2 separate regions of the Gasterosteus aculeatus genome follow, and region 1 is linked to region 2. A link is a contact called in public Hi-C data. All regions are on one chromosome and are shown on one strand. The core of a region is the stretch at or near the end of the contact, and the rest is flanking DNA. Distances in the headings are between cores, read along the strand shown. Region 1 overlaps abhd5a (abhydrolase domain containing 5, lysophosphatidic acid acyltransferase a). Region 2 holds the start of cndp1 (carnosine dipeptidase 1).

The links. Hi-C and Micro-C count contacts between places; a contact is called where the count stands out from the background.
Region 1: a Hi-C map of skeletal muscle shows a contact between it and region 2, with 9 times the contacts expected there. The contact joins the enhancer-like site here to the promoter of cndp1 in region 2. A contact is called at or near these places in 3 of 6 Hi-C or Micro-C datasets (liver and skeletal muscle).

Annotation. Positions count from the first base shown.
Region 1 is chr20:18,216,983-18,219,682 of fGasAcu3.hap1.1, reverse strand. abhd5a (abhydrolase domain containing 5, lysophosphatidic acid acyltransferase a) reads left to right here. Exons shown (of 8, transcript XM_040164221.2): 8 at 1-1,188. Among protein-coding and RNA genes, the nearest start is that of abhd5a, 8.3 kb to the left of the region's middle. Within about 2 kb of position 1,427, at least 2 of the 9 cell types and tissues checked have open chromatin away from gene starts, as enhancers often do.
Region 2 is chr20:18,160,858-18,163,557 of fGasAcu3.hap1.1, reverse strand. cndp1 (carnosine dipeptidase 1) reads right to left here and starts at 1,323. Exons shown (of 12, transcript XM_040164937.2): 1 at 1,190-1,323; 2 at 682-792; 3 at 151-294. The coding sequence starts at 792.

The sequences.
Region 1 (2,700 bases), core at 178-2,677, 56 kb before region 2:
GCTGAGTTCTGGTGTCGGGTGCTTCCTTCATACGAGTGATGCTGACGGGAAGAAGGTGTCCAGCTCGTCCTGCAGCCGGCAGCCTTCTGTTTTATCGCAGCTGTCCTCTGCATTTTTGTAGGCTTTTTGTATTCTACTGCAAAATGTCATTTCAACTGCATTAATTAGGAGTATGACCCTGGCTGGATGTATTGAAACCTACAAGACTGTTAAAAAGCATCTTAAACCATATTCAATGCGTAATCTTTCCCAAGATTCATCTCAGAAAAAAAATTAGCATTTTGGAGAAATGCTAGTAAAAGTTAGCTTCTTTTTCCTCAACTGTCGCTTTATATATATGATTCCTGGAAAATTTTGAAAAATGACGTCACGCATGCGCGGTTGACCGCGGGAGATGACCGAAACTAATGCTAATGCTAACTAGCGATCCTTGCTTACTAACGGATGCATTTCATTTCATTCCTAAGCAACCCAGGATGACGTCAGTCAGTGCGGGACGCTTGTGACGGTTTCCTCCTTCTGGCAGACGAGAGGCTCGTTGTTTTCTTCATATCGACTGGTTTCGCGCTGCCGTTCGGTAGCGCTACTACTCGTTTGGCCGATTATTACACCCCCTTCCTCCCCCGGTCGACCGGTCTCCGGTCCTCGGAGGAGCGGCGAGGTGTAGATCGCCATGACTTGTTGGGGGTATAATCATAGTCATTGTGAACATTGTGATCACCTGAGAAAATCTGTAGCTTCAAGAGTTTATATGTACGCGTATTGAGATATTGCCTAATTTGCATATTTTATTTTCGAGACAAAGTAATCCAAAACATATCTCTTAATATGAGGATTTATCTGGTAGAAATTGATAAGGATATCTATAAAATAAAAAAGTCCCATTCACCTGTAGTGTTATAATAGTGTCACCTATAGGTGCGATTTTATTTAATAGCTGAGATATTCTCCTCTAAACGAAGCGCATACAAATCTTCCCCTGGACCGAGACTATATGAAGAAAGTGTGCTGAGCTTCTACAGCTTCAAAGTAATGTCACACTGGTCTCCCTCTGATGCTGCTTTAGTAACAGTTGATTTCATGATCTTTCACATCATCAACAGTGATCGACAACATGAAAGGTAGAGCCTGAAATAACATGCTTTAAATTTGTTAAAATAAAATTGCACAGATGATATTGTTAAAAAAGCAAACGTTTCCTCTTGTGACATTTCTAAATGTAAACGTTAGACATGATCCTTGTAAATACATCTCTTTCTATGATTTCATCCCCTTCTCGCCAGTGGCAGAGCGCGTGCACTCCCTCCACTTCCCCCCGCGGCCAGTAGAGGGCGCTCATGTACATTTGTGGAAATGTCACAAGGTCTCTTCTCTGTTGCCAGAATATCCTCTCCTCTCCAGAGACATGAGTCTGGAGCGAACATGAGGTGTGCGTTCCACTTTGGCAGTATTCACAGCCTTTGCTCAATACTTTGCTGAAGCACCTTTGGCAGCAATTACAGCCTCAAGTCTTCTTGGGTATGATTCCACAAGCGTGGCACACCTATTTCTGGGCAGTTTCTCCCATTCTTCTTTGCAGAACCTCTCAAGTTCCATCAGGTTGGATGGGGAGCGTCCGTGCAGCCATTTTCAGATCTGTCCAGAGATGTTCAATCGGGTTCAGGTCAGGGCTCTGGCTGGGCCGCTCAAGGACATTCACAGAGTCCCGAAGCCACTTTGTTATCTTGGCCTGTTGTCCTGTTGGAAGATGAACCGTCGCCCCAGTCTGAGGTCCAGAGCGCTTTGGAGCATGCATTCATCTTTCCCTCAATCCTGACTCGTCTCCCAGTTCCTCCCGCTGAAAAACATCCCCACAGCATGATGCTGCCACCACCATGCTTCACTGTAGGGATGGTATTGGCCAGGTGATGAGCAGTGCCTGGTTTCCTCCAGAGATGACGCTTGGCATTCAGGCCAAAGAGTTCAATCTTTGTTTCATCAGACCAGAGAATTTTGTTTCTCATGGTCTGAGAGTCCTTCAGGCGGGCTGTCATGTGCTTTTTACTGAGGAGTGGCTTCCGTCTGGCCACCAAACAGGCCTGACTTGTGGAGTGCTGCAGAGCTGGTTGTCCTTCTGGAAGGTTCTCCTCTCTTCATAGAACAACGCTGGAGCTCTGTCAGAGTGACCATCGGGTTCCTGGTCACCTCCCTGACTAAGGCCCTTCTCCCCCGATCGCTCAGTCTGGCTGGGCAACCAACTCTAGGAAGAGTCCTGGTGGTTCCAAAACTTCTTCCACTTCCGGATGATGGAGGCCACTGTGCTCATTGGGACTTTCAATGCTGCAGAAATCTTTCTGTACCCTTCACCAGATCTGTGCCTGGATACAATTCTGTCTCGGAGGTCTACAGATAATTCCTTGGACTTCATGGCTTGGTTTATGCTCTGATTTCCACTGTCAACTGTGATACCTTATACAGACAGGTGTGTGCTTTTCTCAATCATGTCCAATCAACTGAATTTAGCACAGGTCGACTCCAATCAAGTTGTAGAAACATCTCAAGGACGATCAGTGGAAACAGGAGGCACCTGAGCTCAATTTGGAGTGTCATGGCAAAGGCCGTGAATACTTATGTACATGTTATGTTTTCGTTCTTTACAGATTTGCAAAAAACAGTTTTCACTTTGTCATTATGGGTTGTTGTGTGTAGAATGTTGAGGAA
Region 2 (2,700 bases), core at 74-2,573:
TTTTGGAAGCAGTGGATTCATTTTGTTACCAGCAGTCGCCCCCCTCCCCAAATAAGCCGAGCTCGCTGTTTGAAAAGCGCACTTTCTACCAATCAATTAGGGTGACGATTACATATCTCACTAAAGCGTAGAATCGGCCCTGTCACTGACTTCTTGCTCTCCGATGTCCACCAGCTCGACAGTCCCTCCCATGAGCCTCAGCTTCTGAGCCGCCACGTCCATCATGCGGTGCAGGTCCGGTCTCCTGAAGACGTTGCTGGAGTCGCTTTCAATTGCAACCCAGTCCCGCAGAGCCTGAAAGACACACAATCAAACCCTCAGTGGCGTCACTTAACCTTCTGTCCATATGTGGGTATACAAAGTACACAAGTTCTTGTGTTAAAATGTTAAAATCCCATAAATCAATCATACACCTACAAAATCTACAGAAGTTCACTTTATTTATTTATGTTGCTTAATTAGTCACGTGTGTGATATTTCTACAGCCCTGTGTCACAGATTGCAACACGTGATCGAACCATGACCTTCACATCACTGCACCATCATTTTCTCAACACATCTGGTTGATCTATTGGACAAACAAACCTTGTGCTTTCATTTTGGTATCTTTACTTCTTTGACTGAAAGTTCAGAGCCTGGACTCTCGAACGCATTACTTAAGGAAAAATAATTATATTGTACCTCCACATATTCCTCTTGATGGCTGTCAATGTACCGCGCCAGCTCCGCATACTGGAAGGCACGGACAGTGGAGATGACCATCAGCACGCAGGCCAGAGCTGGAACATTCATCTTTTGGGAGAGTCAGAAGGTGAATTATTGACAGAGCAGACGGCTGGATTACCTCATCGGAGTATATCTGATAACAAAAGGGTTTCTCGGTAAAGTAAACACGTGCGGAGCTGTAGAAATATTCAGGTCTAGACAGTCTAGACTCCCCCCAAGGAAAACCTCAACAAGAGAGACGACATCAAACATTTCATCTCCCTACTCAACGCTATTGAACACTTTATTTAGTTTTATTCGCTTTAAAATCAAAGTTTGTTTGTTAGTTTCAATTTCTCAGACTTTCATGGTTACGTCTTTAAATGTCTAAAACCGATGATATTCACTTCACACTTAACACGACACGTCTACATTTAAGGATATTTAAGTAAAAGTACGCTCGCAGGATGTCTTTACGTCTCACCTTGTCTCTGCCGGAGGTGTTTGTGGGACAGTGTCCCACTGCAGGCTGACTGTGGCCCCGTATCTGCACCTTTATACACCCTCCCCTTGGCGCTCCGGAGCCCCAGAGGTCATCCACTCAAACATTTCCTGACGCCGTGCCAAGACTGCTGACAAATTCATTTAATTTTTCCGCTGACAAGCACAATTAGTACACCTAATCTATTGATCCTAATCCAGGAGTCCACAGTGGGGTTCAGCAGGGACAAAAGCACAAGGAAATGAACGAATTCCCATTGCTTGTGTTTTGGAATCTCCAAGCAACCCCCCCGTTGTGCTGCACTTAAACGTTGAGCTGCCTGTAAGCATGCCAAACATAGGGCTGTCTGAAAATGTTTAATCCCATCACCTCTTCATGTTTATTGGATAAATTATGCTCAGTGTGAGACATGTCACAAATGGCTACATCAAACTCATTAAATGAGTTATTGAGTTATAAAATAGAAAAAGTCAGACGGACAAAAGACATCTTGGATTGGAAGTTAAAATCAAAAGTATTTAATAAAAGAAAGGGTGTTGTGGTAAAAAGAACATCTCAGCTGAGCTGGTCTCTCCAACTAACCCCCCACAGTGACTGTGTGTTGCTTCCACCAGCGAACTGGAGAACAATGGCTGTCTACAGGTATTTATACAGAGCAGCAAAGGTGTGAAAGTTAGTGTCCACACCTGAGGGAGTGGTCACTGGTGAGTTCAATGGAACTCGGATTTTGAATGTCTCTCAGTCAATACCAGTTGTGTTGCAGGTATTACATGCATGCATTCCAGTTGATTACATTAAATACAATCATAGCTGTACTTTGGTATTATTCTATTGAATAGTTTAGTTCCAGAATCATGGCTGTATTCTGGTGTACACTAAATGCATTTTATGAATTTATGAACCGGGTCATCAGTTTATTTCTAATATCCTACAGTTACTTTTGTTTTTTAAGTGTAGGGGCCGTGGCCGTGTACTTTTTTATAGTCCGTTTTACCGTAAAAACCATAAAACAAAAACACTGTTGTCTTGTATATATATATATATATATATATATATATGTATATATATATGTATATATATATATATATATATACACAATGTAAAAGATGTACAAATGATTCAAATAATTCCGGGTAGCAAGTCAGGACCACTGCAGGGACAACCACCATCAGAACCACCATCAGATAGAACCACCATCCACAGAAGCCTGGTGTATTTGTCGCAATTCAATCCTAGATCCAAAGAGGTCAAAGGGCGATGACGAGAAGATATAATGTTGGTAAAATGCTGTGGTGCAAAGAAAATATCTCATATGGCATCATTGTAATAGACACGTAGAAGAAACTGTTACAGTTGCAGCCACTAATCAGCCACATGAGCATTTGGCTTTGTTGCCATCAGCTTTTGTGCAGCAGGGATGACAGTGTGATTATCCCGTTCATCCGCGTGACACTGTAGCCCATGCTATCATACATACACATGACAAGCGGATT